Regions from separate parts of the Neogale vison genome. Here region 1 is linked to region 2. Evidence: chromatin contacts called from public Hi-C data. All regions are on one chromosome and are shown on one strand. Each heading gives the region's core, a stretch centred on a gene start, on an enhancer-like site or on the middle of the called end of the contact. The rest is flanking DNA. Distances are from core to core; before and after follow the strand shown.

Evidence for each region. Hi-C and Micro-C count contacts between places; a contact is called where the count stands out from the background.
Region 1: a contact with region 2 is called in a Hi-C map of fibroblasts, with 4 times the contacts expected there. The contact joins the promoter of RHOB here to the enhancer-like site in region 2. A contact is called at or near these places in 3 of 3 Hi-C or Micro-C datasets (fibroblasts, muscle and tongue).

What each region holds. Positions count from the first base shown.
Region 1 is chr8:128,896,062-128,901,276 of ASM_NN_V1, forward strand. It overlaps RHOB (rho-related GTP-binding protein RhoB), which reads right to left and starts at 2,636. Exons shown (of 1, transcript XM_044262013.1): 1 at 199-2,636. The coding sequence starts at 2,261. The coding sequence ends at 1,671.
Region 2 is chr8:128,796,072-128,801,655 of ASM_NN_V1, forward strand. No RefSeq gene overlaps it. Among named protein-coding and RNA genes, the nearest start is that of HS1BP3, 65 kb to the left of the region's middle. Within about 2 kb of position 2,595, the one cell type or tissue checked has open chromatin away from gene starts, as enhancers often do. A contact at or near this core is called in fibroblasts, where this site is marked.

The DNA of each region.
Region 1 (5,215 bases), core at 1,386-3,885, 100 kb after region 2:
TGGATAGGAGTAACTTGTCTCCCATGCCCACCCAAACCCCACACATCGCCCCAAAGGATTTCAGCTTCATTTACCACAAATGCTATCAGGAAAATGGGAGTAGTGGCAAGAAAGGATCTTGTCTAGCAGGAGTCTCCCTTTGCCCCAAATTCAAGAGGATAAACTTTTACACGCTATTAAATCACAGGAGCCATTTTATAAACGTCATCATCATAGTCTTTTAATATTTTACATAAAAAACTGTATACACAGCTTATAGAACTTTTATGTAAACATCATAAGCTCACCACTTTGTCATTTGTCAGTTTATTTAAAAAATAAAAAAACAAGACAACAATTTAGTAGAAGTACCACTGGGTAGGGAAGGGAGGGTGAGAAAGGAGAGACTAGGGGCAGGTTCATTCTCTGTACAAAGATGCAGAGAAAATTTCACATAGCTTTTCGAGACTGCCTTGTGAAGAGGAAAAAAAAGGGGGGGGGGTTAAATAGGTCCCAATACTTGTTACTGCCCTTTATCAAAATAGTGTGCATCCGTGCACAAATAAAATCCCAAAACAGTGTTGCCACTTTTTCAAGAAAACAAAACAAAAATTAGTGGTTTCTTTTTCCTCTTTTTTAAAAAGTCAACATCTTTAAAAAAAAAAAATCAGAAGTAGATGAGGTTACAGCGTACAAGGGTGGTCAGAATGCTACTGTCTTATGCAAATGACAAGTGCATTAAGTGTCAAACAATAAAACAATTGTGCAAAGAATTATTTCAAAAAAAAAAGTTTTAGTTTTTAAATAAATCAGATAACATCAGTTTCTCGGACTGAACAATTTCCACTTGTATGACAGGCACAAAGTTCGCTTATGGCAAAAAAACGACCCAAAGCACTCTCCCTCCTCTTGCCCAGGGCTGGCGAGAGGCTCGCAGGGGGCTGGCCCGCGGGAGACGAGAGTCTGGAAGCTGTGTCCACTCAGCCCCGCGGCAGTTGCAAATGTCTTCCCCAGGGGTTGGAAAGATGGCCAAGTCCTGTTCATGCTTGGATGGGCGCCCGACCCAGGGTGGGCCGGAGCTCTTCTGGAGCCCTGTCACTCCACCCACCACCACCATTAAATAACACCATCCTACCTTCGAAAATAAAATTATATCTATATTTATATAACACCCCATCCTCCCCAGCCCTCCCCTCCCGCAGTTCCCGCGGTCTATGTTACAGACAAGGGATAGCAGGCGCTCGCTGGGTTCCGGGCGAACATCCGATGGGGCGCGGCTGCACCCCGGCGCCAAGCTGTTCTCCGGGGACCAGAGGCGGGGGTGGGTGAAAGTGGGGCGGGGGACTCGAACAAACAAACACACAGCCACACGCTCTGAAGAGGCTTGGCTCTTCAGAAATGGGTGTTCAGGGGACCCTTGGCACTCGGCAGGCGCCCGGGCCTGTGCAACACAGCCGGACGCACACAGACACTGGAAAGGGGGCGCCCGGTGCCTCCCACGCCGATTCCCCGCGCCAGGGCCGGAGCCGGGTCACAGCTGCCGGGCCGAAAGGCAGACGTCAGGCAGTCCGGTGGGGTCCTTGGGGGGCGCGGGTCTCCCCTTCTTCGGGCTCGAGGTGGGGGGGCAGGGGGTCGGGCCCGAGATGGGGCGCCGCGCCGGCAGGCGGGGACAGGCAGGGCGGCGGCGGCCCTCATAGCACCTTGCAGCAGTTGATGCAGCCGTTCTGGGAGCCGTAGCGCTTCTGCAGCGCGGCGCGCGTGGCCGTCTCGAAGACCTCGCGCACGCCCTCCTTGGTCTTGGCCGAGCACTCGAGGTAGTCGTAGGCTTGGATGCGCACGGCCATGGCGCGGCCGTCATCCGTGCGCACGGGTTCCTGCTTCATGCGGGCCAGCTCCGTGCGGACGTGCTCGTCGCTGCGCAGGTCTTTCTTGTTGGCCACCAGGATGATGGGCACGTTGGGGCAGAAGTGCTTCACCTCGGGCACCCACTTCTCGGGGATGTTCTCCAGCGAATCGGGGCTGTCCACGGAGAAGCACATGAGGATCACGTCGGTGTCCGGGTAGGAGAGCGGCCGCAAGCGGTCGTAGTCCTCCTGGCCCGCCGTGTCCCACAGCGCCAGCTCCACCTGCTTGCCGTCCACCTCGATGTCGGCCACATAGTTCTCGAAGACGGTGGGCACGTACACCTCGGGGAACTCGTCCTTACTGAACACGATCAGCAGGCACGTCTTGCCGCACGCGCCGTCGCCCACCACCACCAGCTTCTTGCGGATGGCCGCCATGAGCGGGCCGGGCCCGGGCAGCAGGAGGGGCCCCGCGAACGCCTCGCTGCCGTCCCGCTCGCCGCTCACTGCTCACCTCGGGCTGCGCGCTGCGGGCGAGGGTCGCTAGCTGCACCCGGGCCCCGCGGCGGCGCGTTCTCTCGGGGCGCTCCGGATGCCGCGGCGGGGGCGCGGGGGCATAGGGCGCGCCGTGCGTCTCCGCGCTGCTCCCGGGCGGTGGCCGCTCTTCTCGCCCCGGGCCCGGGGTCCGCGCCTTTGTGCGCAAGCGGCGGCTGGAACCGCGGAGCCGGCCTGGTCCCCTCCCCGGCTTCTATGGGTCTCGCCAGAGTACAGGAGAGCGCTCGACTACAGCCAGACTGCGGTGGCAGATGCGGGCTGCGGCCCTAGCGCCCGCTATTTAAAGAGTACGGCCACTTTCTTAATATAGCCGCCCAATGGGAAGCGAGCCGACTGAGCTCATCGCTGCGGAGCTTCGCTCTGATTGGGCACCCGCTGCAGCCCAGGGGCGGGGCCGGCCGAGCTTGATTGACGGCCCAGGCCGCGGGGCTGGGAGAGGCGGCGACTGGGGAGTCTGCGCCTCGGCTGGCGCTGCGGGGCTCTGGCCGCACCAGCGTTCCCTCGCTTTGCCGCGTCTTCTGCTCGCCCGGCCAAGGCCCCGAGCTGGCGGCCTGGAGCCTGCGGGGCCTGGGCGAGCGGTTCCGGGAGAAGGCAGCACTTTGTGGGGGCGTTGGCGACTCCCTCCCACTCCAATTGTCCCGCTTCGCTGCAAACTCCCGGCGGTGGCCGGACCTGCGGGGGAGGGAGCGGCTCCTTTAAGCGGTTTTGTTTTTAAATAAACACATGCACACACGCAGACACACACGTTTGTTTCCGGGGAAGGTTCTGTTCTTTTCTTTCAGAAACGGCCCTTCCCTGGTCTGGTCCGCCCCTCCCATCTCCCCCACCCGGGGCTCTTCCTGGGACAGCTCTAGATTTGGACCCCTAAGGCCAAGAGCTGCGTGTGAGCTGGGTGGGCCTGGGTCTAGCCTCCAGCTCTTCCAAGTCCTCTCGCCTCCCCTCTTCCTCCCCACCCTCCACCCACACCCCCTACATCTCTAGGGGAAGATTAGGGGCAGGAGGGATGGTGAAAAAGGAAGGTTGGGCTGTTTGCTGGACTTCAAGTCCACTGGGAGGAAGTCACAAGGCAGAAAACCGCATCTTCAGCCCGGGATTGAATGATGAATTCAGATCCTGGTAGTCAGGCTGTGAACTGCCTGAAGTAAATTATACAATAAAACCCAACAACCTCTCACCCCATTGGGCAAGAAGAGGATGAGGCCTAAGGTAGGGGACAGAGAGGGGGGCAGGGGGAGCTTGCAGGCGAGGACACAACAAATTCGTGTCTGGTGGGGTGCTAGCTCTTCTCCTACACACCAGGACTTGACTGATCTCTGCCAGAGTCTGATCTAGAAGGATCTCAGGCAAAGGATTTCATAGAACAGAAGAGGGAGGAGGGGGACAGAGGGAGGGCTTGGCTGGAAGAAGGAAGAGCTTGAGAAAAACAGAGAGATGGGAAAGAATAAGACAAACTCTAAAATCAGGGACTCACTTAGTGTGACTGCACTTGATAGGGAGAGAGAGAGCGAGAGTTGAAACTCAGGTTGAGGCCAGTCATGGAGGGCTGAAGTACCAACGACACAGACTGGGCTATATCCATTACAAAGGCAGAAGGATGCTTACTGGTTTTTCAGCAAAGGAGAGACTCCCACATCATCATGAGGTTATGGCCTCATATTTCTGCCTCCCTCTCTAAGACTGGAAGCTGGTGGAGTGCCAGGATTCTGTCTTACCTCAGCATCTTGGAGCCCTAGCACCATGCCTGAGCCTATGAAAGAATCAGTAAAATGACTGTGGAGAATTCACCTAAATGCTCAGGAACTCGGAACTTTCTGGGGTCTCCTACCTCAGACTCCAGGCTCTGCACTAACAGCCATCCAACCAAGCCCATACAGCCGGCTGTAACTAAGCTGTGGTGTTTTCACGTGGAATTCCTGTGTTGAGGTCTGGTTCTCTACATGAACATCACAGACATAACAAGTCAAATAAGACAGTAGTGCCATAATCCCTAGAGCCTGTCCTAAAGGGAAAATATTGAAACGCCCCAACACCCTTCCCTCATACTGGATAAGCTCCACTGGTTTTGTTTTTCTGAACTAAGGAACTAAATTGTCAACAAGTAAATAATTTTTCCACAGTGGGACCCCACAGGAGAAAAGAAGGGTTTTTTTGATCATTGGTTTAGGTTCCCATTCAGAAACTTTTCTTTTTTCTTTTTTTCTCTTTTCTTTTTCCCTCTTCTTCTTCTTCTTATTCTTCTTTTTTCTTCTTCTTCACATAGTCTATTAGAACAATCTTACCTAATTTTTTTGTTTTAGTCAAAACCTTTTATAGCTGCATTGTTAAAACACAGCTTTCCTTTATCTTAAAATAGCTTGGGAAACTTGGCTGTGTCCTTAAGCTTCAAATAGTAAGAAAATATCAAACAAAACTTTGTACCATGTATTTTTTGAGAAACTGAGACACAAAGAATCAGGAAGAGGGATTCAATTCACTCATTTCCTGACCCTCAGACATAATATATGAGTGTTCCAAGCCTGGACTTCAATATCGCAATATTTCTAAAAATACTCGGTTGGTAAATATGCCAAAGTAAACAAATAGGAAAATCCGTGTTCTGCAGCAAGTTCTCTTCATGCTGTTCATTTTTATGTCTGGGATTCGTTGACAAATTCTGTGGAAACGGACTACTTTGAAGACTGCACCACTCACAGGATAAACTTTTCCAAACTAGGTGATGTGCCCGACAGGCTCCTCCCTGCGTCCCCTCTCCCTGCACAGGACACGCCCACTGAAGGGCAAGGGCAGGGATTGGTCCGTGAGAAGAAATCATGTTACAAATTAGCTTTATTAACATA
Region 2 (5,584 bases), core at 1,345-3,844:
AGGAGCGGAGGCAGGGGGAAGTTCTCGAGAACTGCCGGGGGCGGGGGGCAGTGTATCTGGGAGTAGCCCAGATTCAAGGACTCACACCCACCTGGGCTGCCAGGGCCTCAAGCCTTGTCTCTCAGCAGGGCATGGAGTCCGGAAGCCTGGGTTGCCAGGATAGCCCACAGGCTCTGGACGCTCAGGCCCTCCAAGAGGGTCCCGGCTAGATCTGAACCCCGCAGTGGGAGAAGCCCCAGCATAGTGGGTGCTTATTCCTGTTTGACAGTGTTCCTCCCTGGAGCAGCCTGAGCCGAGGCCAGCAGGCTGACAGTCCTCCCATTGTCCCTCTGTGGGCACAGGCAGTGCCCTCCCATCTGCCCCTTAGCTGACCTCGTAGGTACCCATGAAAGCCGAGAGGAGGAGGGGGCGGGTCCCCGATGGCAAGGACAGGGGGCAGAAGAGGTTACAATGTAAGGGGCTGACGTGTATAGGGGGTGCCTGTCCCTGGGGCCCTTTCAGCTGGAGAAGGAGAAATGGTCATCCCAGGGCACCTGCCCGGCACACGGTGCGTGCCCGCTGCCCCAAGCCCTTCCTCACTTCTTCATGCTCCTGAGAGGCCAGCCCTCCCCAAGACCTGCTTTCCCACCCCCGCCTCTCTTCACAGCCTCCACACCCCAGGTGGACAAGCACCCCAGCCCTACCCCTGTCGGCCCTCCCTCCGCAGCCCTGCCTTGTCCCACCCCACCCCAAGCCAACATCCCCAGCCACCCTGTGGTGGCGCACCGTGTTTTCCTGCCCGAAGTTCCGTCCGTATTTCCCTCCCCTTGGTTGTAGGCAGGACCTGGGACCTGGTCCTAGTTCATAGACTATGAGGGGATTTTGCAGGTGTTGTTAAAATCCCAAATCAGTTGGTTTTGAGCTCATCAAAACAGAGGTTATTCTGTGTGGGGCTGGCTTAATCGAGTAAGAACCCTTAAACATGGGATTGGGCCCGCTCTGAGTGGAGAGCCCGTCCTTGCCAGCGAGATGGAGTAAACAGCCATCAAGGAAGCCCACCTGGCAAGGAAGCACAGGTGGTCTCGATCGGGGAGGGGGGGTGGCCTCCCGCTGAGGGGCCTCGTCTTCCGGCCTGAACTCAGGTGCAGAGCCTTCCCCACCTGAGCCCCCCGATGAGAGTGCTGCCAGTTTCCACTCAGATTCCAGCCTTAGAGGGCCCTGAGCAAAGGATCCAGCTAAGCCGGGCCCAGATTCCTGATCCACAGCAACGGGAGATGGGAGGATAAATGTGTGCGGTTTTAAGCTGCTAAGTTTATGGTAATTTGTTACCCAAAGAGAGAAAGCTCATGAGTTGGAAGGGTTGGGATGTTAACTTAGAGCTTGGAATGGGAATGGGGTGTCTTGCCTTCTTTAGAGTCAGAGCCCTGAACCCAAGCCCTGAAGGGCCAGAGTCCACAGCTGCATCGTGGCCGGCCCCACGCAGGACCTCACTGGGGCCTGGTTTCCAGGTTTTGCTGAAGAAAACCCACATGCTGGGGAGTATGTGGAGGTTGGGGCGGGGAGACCCTTCCTGGGGAGGGGGTGCTCTGCTCTGGTACTCTAGGGCCTCATGCCTACTCGGGCTGCACTCCACGGGAGCAAGATTCCTGTTCCAAGGTCTGCACCCACTGAATTTACGTAAGATTTTCCATGAACACTCACAGCCCGCTGGCCTGGTGTCGGTTCCCACCAGCAGCCCCTGAGGCCTCCCCCTTTCCCAGCCCACCAGCTCCTGACAGTATCTGTCCCGGTGATTTTTGCCAATCTCACACGGGTGTGAAATAGTACCTCATTGTTTTAATTTGCATTTCCTTGATAACTAGTGAGGTTTACAACTTCTTTGTGAACTTGTTGGTCATTTGGATTTTGTTTCCTGTGAATTCTCTTTTATATCCTTTGATTCCTCTTAAAAAAAAAAAAAAAAAAAAGATTTTTTGGCTTTTTTCCCCCGGCACCCAGCTTGATCCGTAGCAAGGGGCACCAGGGCAGCCCGGTCTTCCTCCTTGCCCAGCTCTGGCCACCTGCCCTGTGCCTTCTACAACAGTTCCTTGGGTCTGTGTCCCAGAGGGTGTCCTACGTGAGGGCCTGGAAAGAGCAGAGAAACCAGTCCTAGCTGCCTCTCCTACTGATCCAAAACCTTTTCACTTGCCTTTTTTTTTTTTTTCCCTTTTTTTCTTTTTTTTCAAGCCAGGAGGGAGAAAGACATGCTCCTGTATCAGGGGTATTCTTGTGGGATTTATGGGTGAGTGACTGGACACTGATTTTCCTCATGTTGCAGGGACCCAGGCTGCCCTAGACCTCCATCCCCCAGACTATAGTTCCAGAGAACCCGGGAGAAAACACAAATGACCCCTTTGAGCCTGCAGGGCCAGCGGGGGGCTTCCGGGGTAAACAATGGTCCTCTGTGTCTGGTTTCTGCTGAGGGCCGGAAGCCCCTGGTGCATGGCCCACCGATGAGTCATACAGGATATCTCCTGGGCCTGCTTTGTTGCGCCCGAGGATCTCTCAGACCAGCCTGAAACGGCAGATGATCTCATCGGCTGTTCTGGGGAAGCCCTGTCAATGGACAGCCCCGGGAAGCTCACCGCCCACGAACGCCCCAGAGTCCTGGTCCCCCGGCCTTGAGCAAGTTCCTGGAGGCCAAGGCGGGGGTCGGTGGGGGGGAGGCAGGGATACTGGGCCAAGAGAGCCAGCAGGAAGAAAACACCCCAAGCTGATGGAGTCCTTCCAGGGAAACCCCCACTCCACTCTCTCTGGGCTCCGCACGCCCGTGGTCGCCGCCCAGCTTCAGCTGTGTCCTGGGGAGTTTCCTGAACTCAGGAGAAGCCCCGGGCAAGTGCCTTAGGAGCATCCCCGGCAGGGCCAACCTGGGACTGGCAAGAAGTCAAGGCCTGGGGTGGCCACAGATCCTGACTTGGCCTGTGAGGCTAAGAAGGGAACAAGGGTCAGACTTCCCACTTGGCTGGATTCAACAAAGATTTCAAAAACAATAAGCCATGTGGTAGTGAGGCCATTTCAATTCTTGGAACTTGAACATTTCTGTTAATGGTGGTGGTTGTTTAAAAGATACCTCCCTGGGATGCCTGGGTGGCTCAGTGAGTTAAGCGGCTGCCTTGGGCTCAGGTCATGATACCAGCATCCTGGGGATCCAGTCCCACATCAGGGTCTTTGCTCAGCAGGAAACCTGCTTCTCCCTCTGCCTCTGCCTGCCCCTCTGTCTGTCTGTGCTCACTCTCTCTGACAAATAAATAAATAAAATCTCTTAAAAATAGTAATAAAAATTTAAAAAAATAAGAGATACCTCCCTGCCTGGTACAGAGCATGGCTCCAGAGTCCCAGAGCCACACATCCACTCACTGTGTGGCCTTGACCAAGTTACTCTACCTTTCTGAGCCTCAGTTTTCCTGTCAATAAAATGGGATTGTGGTACTTCTCCTGAGGCTGCTGTGGGCAGGCGCAGGTGTACAGACGCCAGCTGCCCTGCTCAGAGCCAGCCCATAGTTTTGGAGGGGCTCTCGGTGGGGCTTCTGTTCTCATTCACCCCCCAGAAGCTCACAGCGGAAGCTCACAGTGGAACACGCGTTTTGGACGGCCCACCTTTCCTCCGGCCCCGGGGATGGGCGGGGCCACCCGCCAGAGCCTCCAAGGAGAAGACGGCCACAGTGGTGTGAGGCCCCAGAATGGGGTCATTGTCGCCTTCTACTGGCATTTCACATCTGAGTGGGTAGCGGGCTGAACGATCCCGCTCCAAGGACCACCTGGAAACCCCGTAGGGATAGAGCCCAAGCCTGCAGGTGTGGGGACCCCAGGGCTCAGCGCCAGAAATCACCAAGACCAAGGCCCCTCCTGGCGGAATGAGCCCATCCCACGGCTGAGCGTTGCCCTGAGCAGCTGAAGAGCCGCCCGGAGGAAGCCAGACAGGCTCTGGGCGGACTCCCTGCCCAGCTCTGCCCTGCGCCTCTCTGGAAGGCCCATCCCACCCCCCACCCCCAGCTTCAACGCCGAGCACAGGAGCCCTCGCACGGCCTCCCGTCTGCGTGCAGCAGCCGCTCTAAAGACGTCACTGGCCTCAGGCTCAAAGCTTGAGCGTTTCCACTTGAGCGCCAAGCCTTAGTCCCCCTGGCCCCGGCTCGGCCCGGGCTTCTGCCCAGCTCGACTCCCAGGCCACGCTCCGGCCACCAGGAAAGCCCCCTTACGCTTCCCAGGTGGGTCCTTCTTCCCCCTGGAGGGTCTTTCTTCCCCTTCCCACCTCTGCCCCCATTGGAGCTATATGAAAGCCACTGATGGGCCCTGATGAGCGCAGGGAGCTGGGAAGAGGGTGTGAACTAGAACTTCTCTCGGGGAGAACAGGGCACATGGTTTCAAAGGACACTTGGGAGGAGGCAGGACCCCCCAAGAATCAAGACGGTTGGGAGCTTTCTGAGGAGGCCTTTGCTGTCTGTGAATGGGCCGCCTGCGGGGCCAGGGCTGAACGGCTCAGGCCCGCAGAAAGGGTTCTCCTTTCTCGGCTCCCCCACCCCCTGCCTCTCCCCTACACATACATATGGAGCCGACATTAGAAGAACATCAATTCCTAGTGTCCCCACTTCCACGTCCCCAGCCCGTACCCCAAGTCCTCGAGGCCCACTGGTGCTCGCCCTGCAAACCCAACTCAGTGGCAGGTGAGGTTTTTGTTCTTTCCCCAGAACGTCTCCCGGGCTTGGCTGTGTCTGTGCTCCGCAGCGTCTGCAAGGACAGGAGGGCGTCCTACCCTGAGCCAGCGGTGGGCACAGCGTGACGCCCCCTTACAGCCCCATGTGTGCAGACGTAGGGGTGCGTGCAGAGAGACACGTGTGTGATCACTTCGAGTGTCTACCCCAGATTCGTGGCCTCTTCTGCACCAAATGTGCTCCTGCCTGGCCCAGGAGCCTCCACCAGCTCCGCACCCCTGCAGTCGGTCTCCAGATCCCTGCCCCTCTGTCCTCCTCACTCCACCCGTGATGGCCGGGCCCACATTCAGGTTCCAGTCCTCTCTCTCTCTCTCTCTTTAAAGATTTTGTTTATTCATTTGAGAGAAAGCATGAGCGGGGGTGGGGGGGCGGGTGTGGAGAGGGAGAAGCAGGCAGGGAGCCCGATGCCGGGACACAGAGATCATGACCTGGACCGAAGGTAGAGGCTTAACCATCTGAGCTGTCCAGGCGCCCCAGGTTCTAATCCCTTCTACTCGGACCCTGTCCGCCACACCAGACGCAGTCAGGTCAGGAGTACCCAGCCCAGCTCTGTTCAAGACAGGACTCCGCCTTCCAGATGCAGCCACAACCCCACTGCTACCCTCTGCCCCCCACGGAGGGCTCCTGGGACACTGTTGCCACTCCTGGCCACTTAGCACGCTGTGATACGGCCTGTTGTGTTCACGGAGCCCCTCTAGCATACACCGTCTGCCCTAAGCCTATCGCTCCTACACAGCTCACACTCAAGCCCAGGTCTGGGTCTCCACCGCTGACTCCTCTCCACCTGCCATGCTCTCTTCTCCCCTCTGCCGGCCACCTAACTGCCATCTCCACAGCCCCGGTCATCCGTCAGTCAC